Linked DNA regions of Mus musculus: region 1 is linked to region 2. The links are chromatin contacts, called in public promoter capture Hi-C maps. All regions are on one chromosome and are shown on one strand. Each heading gives the region's core, a stretch centred on a gene start, on an enhancer-like site or on the middle of the called end of the contact. The rest is flanking DNA. Distances are from core to core; before and after follow the strand shown.

What was found. Promoter capture Hi-C pulls out the DNA fragments that hold promoters and counts their contacts.
Region 1: a contact with region 2 is called in a promoter capture Hi-C map of liver, with 2.5 times the contacts expected there. The contact joins the enhancer-like site here to the promoter of 0610043K17Rik in region 2. A contact is called at or near these places in 2 of 39 promoter capture datasets (both in liver), 1 of 484 Hi-C or Micro-C datasets (cortical neurons) and 2 of 115 datasets of contacts at active chromatin or transcription factors (embryonic forebrain and large pre-B cells).

The regions. Positions count from the first base shown.
Region 1 is chr4:102,645,891-102,648,590 of GRCm38.p6, reverse strand. No RefSeq gene overlaps it. Among named protein-coding and RNA genes, the nearest start is that of Gm52667, 78 kb to the right of the region's middle. Within about 2 kb of position 1,315, at least 34 of the 459 cell types and tissues checked have an H3K27ac peak or open chromatin away from gene starts, as enhancers often do. A contact at or near this core is called in liver, where this site is marked.
Region 2 is chr4:101,352,404-101,355,103 of GRCm38.p6, reverse strand. 0610043K17Rik (RIKEN cDNA 0610043K17 gene) reads right to left here and starts at 1,321. Exons shown (of 4, transcript NR_040640.1): 1 at 1,216-1,321. The region is part of intron 1 of E130102H24Rik (RIKEN cDNA E130102H24 gene); the gene reads left to right.

The DNA.
Region 1 (2,700 bases), core at 66-2,565, 1.3 Mb before region 2:
GTATGCTCAATGTACGATCTGTAGGTGAATGTCTTTACATAACAAAATCATTTAAAACTATTTCCCTACCCCATCTCTTCTATCTCCTTCTGACTTTCTGAAGGCCCCTTCCCTCCAAAATGTCTTCTCCCAGTTTTCACTTGTGTGTGTGTGTGTGTGTGGGTGTATGTATGTGTGCTTATGCACACGCACGTCCCACTGGTTTCATTAGAGTCACTTGTGTAAGCACAAGGGGGGAAGGCTATTTATAGATACGTGGGCCACTTTTCATTGGATGTACCACTGATACAAAATGACACCCGTCCTCCTGGAGCCATTAACTGCCAAAGGTTCCCCAAGAAGTAGGACCCTATGAAATCCTCTTCCCTCCAGGATTAAATGTTGAACATTTTCCTAATAATACCAATGCTACAGTTTATGAAAGCAATATATAATAAGTGTTTGATTGCTGCCCCATGACTCCTCCTCCCTCTGGGTACCCAGGCCTGTTGTGCATGCACCAAGTTGGCCTAGAGGGAGGAAAGCTTATCTGGGTGCTGGTGGGATCTCGAGTGGTAATGAATGCACGGGCAATAAGCACAACCAGAGCAGCTTTGTAGAACTGGTTCATTCATTTGAGGGGAGGGGAATTTGTATCCCTGGGGAGGTGGACAGGGTCTCTGGGGCAAGGGTTGTGTGGCTGAGTACCACTGGCCAAGACAGGGGTGTTGAAGATGTTTCATCTACAAACTCAGGGAATGTAGGATGTGTTTGTGGGGAAACCTCATAAGGTCAAACAAAAAGTGCAGCCTCCTAACTATTAGGGTAATAAATTCCTGCTAGGGTTGATGGTAGGATTTATGGCACCAGATTAGGAGGGGGAGGTAGCCAATTTCTGCCATTCTCACGTTTGTGATATCTGGGTTGAAGCTCCCTTGACCACTCTTCTGTAACCTGGGGCCATTATGGTCCCACATTTGACTTAAGCAAGTGCATTTTTATCCACAAAAGCACACGTTCAGGACTCTACTAGTATAGCTGGAAATTGGGAATTTTTTTTCTGCTATTGGTCTTCTTATGTCCTTCTACCCTCTGCTCTTTTCTTTGGATAAAATCACTAGGTTGCCGTGACATGTTCATATTATCATATAATGCCTGTGTTGCTGGACTTCAAAGCAGAAATAATGATTTTGTATTAAGAACATCATTCAAACTTAATATATACTTCATAAATAAACTAATGACTTGGTTTTGCTAACACTAAAGTGCTATCAGAGATCACATCAATGACCATAATCTTGCAGTGACTCTAAACACTAAGAGGATGTAAACTATTTCCTGACTTGAACTGTAAAAACGAACTTCCTCATTTCAATAGAAATGACACACTCTCAGTGACACCAAAATGTTTTTCAGTGTTTTTTTTTCCCCTGCCTTTTAGAGTTGGAAAGAATTCCAGAAGGTGTCTGGTTGCTATTGCTCTTTTACCCTGAAACACACTTACACCCACGTGATAGAATAGCTCCCTTAAATTTAACCCAGCAAACACTGGCAATATTGATCTTTCTCCTATCCAAGTATCACTAGTAGTGAATTTACCATCCTCAGTTAAGTCCCAGGAAAAATAAAATTATCTAACACTCTATTGAACCTGCTGATGAGATAAGGCAACAGAAGTGAATCTGTTCTAAAAATTGACTGGAGGAGGGGGTAGCAGTCATAATGAGAAAGGAGTATTACTGTCTGGATGGCTTAATCTCCAACTGCTCTGATCATTATGAAGTTTAAATAAGTAAGTAAGTAAGTAAGCAAGTAAATAGATAGATGATAGATAGATAGATAGATAGATAGATAGATAGATAAGATAGATAAGTGAGCCAACAGACCCAGGTATATCAGAGAGGATAGAAAAGGATTATTCAATATTAGAGATGAGGCATTAATGCCAAAAGGAAAGATTATTTGACTTTTAAGGAAATTTTTGGGCAGGAAGAAAAAACTCGGTTGATAGGATGTTTAGTTACTGCAGGAAAGACCCATATTAGCCAGGCTGGCCACAAGTCACAAGATCCTGAGTCAGAAGCAGGGATTGTTGAATATGGCTTCTTTTTCTTTTAAGACAGAGTCTTGCTATATAGCACTGGCTATGTAGCCGGTGCTGAGACAGCAGGCATGTGCCACCAGCCCCACTGTAGAATACAGAACTTAACGTGGCAATAGAGGAGGAGGAGGAGATGGTCACAGGGATATCAAGGTGTCATCAAAGCACCCACTGATGTGTGAGAAGCTTCTGACTGAAATGTGACTTTGAGCAGCCATAGAGAATCCTTCCTGTGTTTTACTTGCTACCGTGAGAACTATCCACTCCTGGAGACCTCCATAACTGACAGTGTCTCCTCCTTGAAGCTTCAAGAAGACTCACAATGCAGAAGAGCACTAGACTGACAGGAGACTTAAAACAAGGATTTGGCCACTGCCTTTGGGGGACAAATGATGCTCTCTGTGAGAAGGTTTCCTGTGCAGTGTGAGCAGATAGTCAGCATCCCTGGTCTCCTCCCAATGCAAGCTAGTAAACAGTTCCTTTGAGGTAGCATGGAAAGTGTCTGTATATACCATCAAATACTCAGAAAGAGGGAGAAAAGGGAAGGGGAGGGGAGGGGAAGAGGAAGGAGAAGAGGGAGAGGGGGAGGGGGAGGGAGAGGGAGAGGGGGAGGGGGAGGG
Region 2 (2,700 bases), core at 72-2,571:
GAAAGGATTTGGGGGGGGGTGTCCTCAAGTTCCGGTTTCCAAAACCCCCGTAGCATTCTCCTCCCGGAGCCTCCTGAATTCTTCCTAACAGCTGTTTTCTGCAGTGCCTTTTGCTCCTCCTGGCCTTATATTGGAGAGAGTGGATGGGGAGAGATAGCCACCCCCACCCCTTTCCTAGAACTAGGCAATTTTTTTCTCTGTCTTTTCATTTATTATGTTTGGAATATAAAATATGCAAGTGTGATTGCCTGTTATTAGAGTTGATTTTCTTCCTGGCTAGTGACTAACTGGGACTCCAGAGGGAAGGAGAGGTGAGGGATGGTGAGAGGGGGATCGTTCACCACCTATGTGTCCTGGGAATTGCCAGAAGAGACCCTTCTGAAAAAAGGCACTTCTCCCTTCCATGACATCACCACTAAGCCCTTCCAACTTTAGCTTCAGAACAGGAAGAAGGCTCAAAATAGAACTAACTACCTTAGGAATCCAGTTCCTTCACGAGATCAACTTTGAAATCAGCGGCTGGGGGAACAAAGTGAGCTGTGACCCAGCGTGAAAGGGAAGAGAAAGCTATAGTGTTAGTAAATGCTTTTCTCGAGGTAGTCTGGAATACTGAGGCTCATGAATGATAACTGAGGTGTGGTGTTTATTATTCATATGTGTTGGCATGTAAACAGTAGCAGGTCTTTGTATGTATAAAGTGGGACTCGTGGATTATGATCTGCAACCCTGGTAGATCAGCCTGGTAGACAGAAGCTAGGAAGGGGTACTTGAAGAAGAGTGAGTCTTAGGATGCAGCGGCAGCTGTTCTCTGAAAGTTGAGAGGCTTAGTGTAAACAATAATTGTAACTTTCACAGGGTGACTAATGTCCTAGACAAAGAAGCTCCAGTGTCAAGGTTTCTCCCCTTTTCCTTGGAAATTAACCCTGGTTGTTCTCTGTGTGGTGTGCTCTCTCTCTCTCTCTCTCTCTCTCTCTCTTTCTCTCTCTCTTTCTCTCTCTCTCCCTCTCTCTCTCTCTCTCTCTCTCTCTCTCTCTCTCGCTCTCTCGCTCTCTCGCTCTCCTCTCTCCACTCTCCTCTCTCCTCTCTCCCCTCCCCCTCTCTCCATAGACCAGGCTAGCCTGGAACTCAGAGATCACCTGTCTCTAGGATTAAAGGTGTGTGCCACTAAGCTTGGCTGGCTATGCCCCTGATTTGAGATAACACCTTTCTCCTTACCGAGCCGACTTTCCAGAAACAGCTGCTTTGCAATGTATTGTAGAAAAAGAACATACTGGAACAGTTGGTGTATACGGCAGCAAGACTTGCTGCTCAGTGGGTTAAGGGCTTGTATCCGGATTCAGGTTTAAAAAAATCTAAGTGACTGACAGAATAGTCTGTACCAGCTACTACTGTAGCCCCTAGCAACCCTAGGCTCCAGCCATCTAAACTAAAGAGGCTGATGAGATCAAGTTTGAAACTCATTTAACTTTTAGAATCCATAAATGACTCAGGTATTGGAAACTTAACTGTTTGGGAAACAAACATTAGCATGCATACACACACACACACACACACACACACATATATACACACACACACACATATATATATACACACTGTTGAATCTAAATACAGATTAAATATCTCTTGAAAATTAAGAACTGGAATCAAGATATGTTTTAAGTATAAATACAGTGGCTTTTTGAAGGCAGTATAGAAAAGAAATACAGGTTTATAATATGTCACTTACTAATTTTAGCTTAGTGGGGTAAAGGTTTTGTTTTCCTTTTGGATTTTTAAGACAGGGTTTCTCTGTGTTGCCCTAGCTGTCCTGGAACTCACTTTTTAGATCAGGTTGGCCTTGAACTCCTATAGATCTTATTCCCTCTGCTTTCTGAGTGCTGGGACTAAAGGTGCGCACCACTAAGCCCAGCTAATTTCAGTTTTTAAAAATGTGTCTATAGCCAGGCAGTGGTGGCATACACCTTTGATCCCAGCACTTGGGAGGCATAGGCAGGTAGATTTCTGAGTTCGAGGCCAGCCTGGTCTAAAGACTGAGGAATCCCACCACATGGAACTATTCCTCTGTCCCAGAACTCCTAATGTCTGCTTTTCAGGAGGTTAAAACCAAACTAACAAAATGTGAAAAAAAATTTAAGGGGGTAGCAGTGGCTTGTGGGAAATTTGGGAAAACTAAGGTACCTCCCAACAGCTGCTTGTTTAAACGTCTCCTGGCAGTAACAATGTATCTGAAAACACTAGGTGACGTGGCAGCAGTTGTGACACATGGTGACAATGTTGCCAGTCTTCTATTACCTTCATTTATTTTGTATTTTCTTTTAATTTCATCTCCTTTAGAGCTCAGGATTGCCAACTCCTGACCCTCCCAAAACTATAACACAGCAGCAATGAGGAATACTGCTTTAGGGGGATTTGTTTTGTCTAAAGAAATTCAGTAATGGCACTGGGAAGGCATTTGTTTGTTTCTTGAGACAGGGTCTCATTATGTAACCCTGGCTGGCCTGAAATTCACTACATAAACCAGGCTGGCATCAAACTCAGAAATCAACCTGCCTCTGCCTCCTGTGTGTACTATCCTTATTTTATAAATGACAAACTGTCCAATATACTGCAAAGAAAGAAATCAAATAGACAATCTTATTGATAACCAGAGAAATGAAGAGCCAGTGTTTGCTGAACTTTTGGACATGGCTGAGATGT